2 separate regions of the Mus musculus genome follow, and region 2 is linked to region 1. A link is a contact called in public HiChIP or PLAC-seq data. All regions are on one chromosome and are shown on one strand. Each heading gives the region's core, a stretch centred on a gene start, on an enhancer-like site or on the middle of the called end of the contact. The rest is flanking DNA. Distances are from core to core; before and after follow the strand shown.

Region 1 (2,796 bases), core at 251-2,750:
TTATTTTGAGAACAATTGTACAAAGAAGCATTTCACAGGTTTGAAACAGCCCTACACCAGAAGTCGGTTAAGTGCTTACTTGCTACATAGGCCAGGGCAGCATCTACAGCTCTGTTCTCTGCCACAGCCTCCAGAGTCCTGGAGTTACAATTACCCTCTATCGAGTCCATCTCTCAGTCCATTTAGATTGGGATTCCCTGCTCCTGCCTGTTCTCTCCATAGACCGAGTTCTACAGAGCTTTTCTTACAGTTTTCAGGCTTGCAGTCTTTGGGAAGCCCAGAGACATTACATATTGGTTAAAAATGTCATTGGAAACTGAGAATGACTCATGTCTGTAGTCCTTGCACTCAGGAGCCAGGAAGGTGGTGAGTTCAAGGGCAGCCTGAGTTAGAATAGCAAAACCTTACCTAAACAAAAACACGATCTCTGGAAGTATTTGCTGTGATCCTATTGGTTCTCTTGTTTGAACACTGAAACACAGAGCAAAAGATGAAAAGCAAAGCAAATTAAGTGAATTAAAAGTTGCTAACACTCACTTTCCTTCCCAGTTAATGAAGGTAAGTGGCTCTAGCTCCTACACTTACAGTCTGTGGCCACAGCAAGCCTCTCACCTCTCTGTTACTCCTTTCCCAGGCTGTTTCTCCAGCCACAAGTGTAGGCTTACAAGCATGGAAAGGTAGGTAATTTACAGTGACTCATCTTTCGTGGACCCAGGTCGGTTACCTTGCATCTCGTCAGGGTCCCAGCATCCCAGCTTGAGGACTTTGGTCTACATCCTACCTCCATTTTAAATTTAAGAAAATATTTTTATGTTTCAGTTAATAATGATTTATTTGTTATTCTAGGAATATGGTCAAAGAGCTGAGCACTTCTCTGAGGTATTAACTGGTCTGACCACTTCAGGCCCCCAAATCTTGGCGGAAGCATTCAGCCATTGTATGCCCAGGCCAGGTGCTATTGAAGTAGGAAGGTGTTTCTTTTTTCCTGGGAAACTGGGAGGGAAAAAAAGAGGTAACTGAAGTAGGCAAAACCCAAACAGCTGATGCTATTGAATGCTTGAATAGCTCAACTAATTCTGTGTCCAAGTCTAGGCTTACTGAAATTCTCATAAACCACCTATGTACATTGTTCTCTTATGGGGGTGGGGTGGGAACACCAGGTGACTTTTACCCATATGCCATATTTTGCATCAAAACAAACTAGTTTGTCTCCTGGTTTACTAATTTCATCCCTGGTGATGTTGGTCAGGGTATCTGGCCTCCTGAGGCCAGTGATAAAATGAGCTGGGATGTGTGCATGGTGGTCCTGGGGAGTGGAACTAGTGTTCCTAGAGTTGTCTTCCCTCCTCCAGGAGACAGCTAGATAAGTGAGTAGATAGACTATTCACTTCTGCTTGTACACCAAGACTTTGAATGACAATTGAATGTCTTCCTGGATACACCCCACAAGCCTGCATGACTCAACTAGTTATTTGGGTAAGCAGCCTTATGCAACTTCCTTTTAAAGGTATCTTAAAAGAAATGGGGAAATGTCTTAAGACAAATTATAGCGCATGATTGTCATGACTGTCTTCAGGAGACACAACCCTAGTCACCTAGTCTGCATATTGTTCCATTTATAAAATGAAAAGGAACATAATTTCCCAAACTCCCCATTATATCTAAAATTGTTTTATTCCATGTAGTGAATAATCCCAGGAAGAAAAGTGTCACGTACCAACAAAGAAAATGCACGTGCCTTGAAGCCCGTCAGCATGCCTGGCTGCTCTGCCAGACCCTTGGTTTAATTTGAAGAACCAAGTTCAGAGACAATCATCTCTGTTTGACTAGTGAAGAAATGAAGGATGGTGTCTTCATTTTGGATGCTGTAGGAAGTTGATTCAGATCAGGAGTAGAAAAAAAACTTAAATATATATTTTTAATTCTTATAATATTTCATGCATGCACAGAATGTAATTTGATTATATTCCCCTCTTTTTCCTCTAACTCCTCCCAGATTCATCCTCACCCCAGCCCCTCCCAACTTCATGTCCTCCCTTACATCCCACTTGTGGTGCCCATACACTCATATTTAAGGCATCCATCGGAACATAGTCAATCTACCAGAAAATTGGCTTTCCTTCCTCAGCTAGGTATGGGAGCTTTGAACTTTTTCCTCACCTTAAGCTGGAATGTTGTTCTTACACAGGTCTTGTGCAGGCAGCAGTAGCTATGGTGAGTTCATGAATGCAGTGGCCCTGTAGTGTCGAAAAGACACTCTTTCCCTCTGGTCTTTCCTAACCTCTGGCTCTCATATGTTTTCTGCCCCTTCTTCTGCAATGGTTTCTGAGCATTAAGAGGGAAGACGTTTTCTGCTCAGCACCAACTTGATTTTTCTGTGTCTAAAATGTGTGATGTTTTAGCATTAGGGTCTCATGATCTTAACATTCTTGTGTGTAACTGAGAGCAATAGCAAGGGATTTTCTTGTTTTGGATATCTCTAGGACATCTCTGGCCAACCACTCATGGGGAGGTATCTCTTACCTGACACTGAGCTTTTTAGTTAGTAATGTATGGTGTCTGGCAGGAGCATGGTACTTATGTATGGTGTCTTAGTTAGGGTTTCTATTGTTGAGATAAAACATCATGACCAAAAGCAGCTTGGAGAGAAAAGGGTTTATTTTCTTATTCTTCTGGGTCCATCCCCAAGGAAAGTCAGGGCAAGAACTCAAGCAGGGCAGAACTGAAGCAGAGTCATGGAAGAACGCTGTCTTCATGTTTGTAGACATGGCTTGCTCAGCCTGCTTTATTATAGTA
Region 2 (3,063 bases), core at 425-2,924, 250 kb after region 1:
CCCATGATCTTTCTTGATAGGTGGGCATGGGAGTGGGGGCAGAAAGCCCTGTGCCAGGATGAGATGAAAGTTCTCAAAGCAGTGGATAGAGGAAACAGGGAGAGGGAAGGATCCAGGAAGGCTTCCCTCTGTTTTCTGGGAGTGTGAAGATCTGCAGAGATCTGCAAATACTAGCTGACTCCACCTCCAGGGATGCAGATGTTACAGTACTCTGTATACTCACTGACATGTTGATTAATCGGAAAGAACAGAAAGTCCAGAAACAGATCCCTGTATTGATAAAAACAAACAAACGAACCAACCAACCAACCAACCAACCTGGGGTTTCTCCCCAGTGGGTGTGTGCGACCCTGAGGCCGTGAATGCTAGCCATTGCTCTACTACAGAGCTGCATTCTCAGCCATACACTGATTTTGACAAGAACTCAAATGCAGGCAGTAGAGAACAAAAAAAAAAAAATTACCTTATTTTAAAAAATGAATAAATAAATAAAAATTAACTCAGATAGATAATAGACCTAAATGTAAAACTTAAAACTATAAAATTAGCAGAAGAAAACACATAAAATATTTTGTAATATTGGACTAGCTCCATTTGTTAAATATGTTACCCCTAAGCCGCCACAAACTATAAAAAACAAAAACAAACCATCAAACCGATAAAATGAAGTTTAACAAAATGTAAAACTTCCCATCCCAAGACACAATTAGGAAACAGAAAAACACAGCCCACAGTCTCGGGAAGGGAAATTTGTGAGGAAACGATTTGATAATGGCTTTGTGCCCAGAGAATATATGGAAGAACCTTGAAAAAAATCCACAACAAGTAAATCTAATAATAAATGGGCAAAACCATGTATGATTTAGCAATGGCTAATTGTCAGTTACTGAAAGATAACACAAGAGAAGCCTATTACTGTAAGAAGTTTAAGTCTAACTTTGTAGTGATGCATGTCTATAAACTCAGTCCCGAGGCAGGAAGATTCCAAGTTTGAGGACGCTTGGACAACATAGAGAGATTAGATCTCAAAAACCGAAGCAAAACAAACGAACGAACAAAAAACCCAACCAACCAACCAACAACAAAAAAACAGGCCTGAGTAATCAAGTGTAGGAAGGGGATGATGACAGGAGCTTTCATACATTGCTAGTGAAGCAGCCGTTGCCCTTGAGACCTGGCTATTCCTCTTCCAGGTATCCAAAAAAAAGGCATGTACAGGAACGCTCCTGGCAGCTTTGTTTTTGATGTGCAAAAATTAGAACAGCCTAAACTAATGAGTAACAGTTTAGTATAATGGAATATTATTCAGAACAACAACAACAACAAAAAAAAGATTTGTGCATAATGTAACGCAAAAAACCAAGCAGCAATGTCCAGATAATTATGTTGAGTAAGGGAAGCCAGAAATAACCAACTGCAATTAGTATGACTTCTGGAAAACCTAAACAAACTGAAACACAGCAAGTTTTAGACTAGTCATGATTCCAATCGGAGTAAGGTACTGCGGGAGGAGGAGGCAGTGGAGTCCCGGGATATTCCACACACTCCGCGAAGATCAAGGTCAAGAGGAGCAAGAGGATAAGTTAAGTGGTGGGGGTAGGGTGGAGCACCAGAAGAAAAGGAGAGCCTGGAGGAGGGGAAGAGACCTGGGCAGAGGGGAGGGATCCGGCGGAGGGTGGGGGTTGGGTAGGCTTGGGAGGAAACCCGTTGGTGGCAGCGTCATGGCGCGACTGCTGCGAGCGCTGCGGGGTCTGCCTTTGCTGCAGGCGCCTGGACGGCTGGCTCGGGGTTGCGCGGGATCGGGAAGCAAGGACACAGGTAGGTCCTCAATCGCTGCCGTCTCTCGTGGCTTTCGGTTTCACAGTCCTGGCTGACCCTGGGCGGCCTCCTGTGAGGTCCTGAGAGACTGGTCCCAGCGGCCCGCTGCCTGAGTTGCGGAGCAGAGCAACGCGTTTGGTAAACTTGGTGTGCTGGGGGAGCACTGATGCCGGAGAGGATCGAATCTTCTCCTATGCTTGCATACAGTTCGTTTATATGTTACATTTTGGTGTACAAAGTCGTGTTAGGAGCCATGGTGTTGTCAGGGACCCAGTGGCGGTCAACAGCCGTACCTTGTGCGCCCTCTCCTGGGCGGGAGTTAATCCTTGCCCTCCCCCCCCCCCCCCCCACTTCCTTCGGGAGGACTGCTAGTTGCCTCCTGTCCTGTGAGACTGGCCCACTGCACCATCACGGGTGCTGCTGCAACACTATCTTGGTTTTGTGTGACTCTAGGTTTTGAGATGTGTGGGTGAATTATTCTCGTGTTCCAACAGGTTGTTAGTGGCTAAGAGACAGGATGGGGTGGAATGGTAAGTGCTTTTTGCCCTCATTTGTGAATCCGGACACTTTTGCATCTTCCCTGGGAGGAGTAGGAGTCTTTGAGGAGTCCCAGGTGTAATTCTCTGTAATTTCGTGGCCCTGTGGTTTAGCACTGGGCAGCTGCTCTCCTGACCTCCTTTCCAACCCAGTTTTATATCTTATGCTGCTTAGGAAAAGTCTTGGAAAGATCAGGAATTCAAGGCCCATACCTAAACATGATAAAAGCAATCTACAGCAAACCAGTAGTCAACATCAAAGTAAATGGTGAGAAACTGGAAGCATTCCCACTAAAATCAGGGACTAGACAAGGCTGCCCACTTTCTCCCTACCTATTCAACATTGTACTTGAAGTCCTAGCCACAGCAATTAGACAACAAAAGGAGATAAGGGGGATACAAATTGGAAAGGAAGAAGTCAAAATATCACTTTTTTGCAGATGATATGATAGTATATATAAGTGACCCTAAAAATTCCACCAGAGAACTCCTAAACCTGATAAACAGCTTCAATGAAGTAGCTGGATATAAAATTAACTCAAACAAGTCAATGGCCTTTCTCTACACAAAGGATAAACAGGCTGAGAAAGAAATTAGGGAAACAACACCCTTCACAATAGTCACAAATCATATAAAATACCTTGGCGTGACTCTAACTAAGGAAGTGAAAGATCTGTATAAAAAGAACTTCAAGTCTCTGAAGAAAGAA

What was found. HiChIP or PLAC-seq counts read pairs in DNA pulled down with a chosen protein or histone mark.
Region 2: a contact with region 1 is called in an H3K4me3 HiChIP or PLAC-seq map of bone marrow-derived macrophages, with 6 times the contacts expected there. The contact joins the promoter of Msrb2 here to the enhancer-like site in region 1. A contact is called at or near these places in 1 of 115 datasets of contacts at active chromatin or transcription factors (bone marrow-derived macrophages) and 2 of 9 other capture datasets (adipose tissue and liver).

What each region holds. Positions count from the first base shown.
Region 1 is chr2:19,118,636-19,121,431 of GRCm38.p6, forward strand. No RefSeq gene overlaps it. Among named protein-coding and RNA genes, the nearest start is that of Armc3, 79 kb to the right of the region's middle. Within about 2 kb of position 1,501, at least 28 of the 459 cell types and tissues checked have an H3K27ac peak or open chromatin away from gene starts, as enhancers often do. A contact at or near this core is called in bone marrow-derived macrophages, where this site is marked.
Region 2 is chr2:19,369,962-19,373,024 of GRCm38.p6, forward strand. Msrb2 (methionine sulfoxide reductase B2) reads left to right here and starts at 1,675. Exons shown (of 5, transcript NM_029619.2): 1 at 1,675-1,818. The coding sequence starts at 1,722.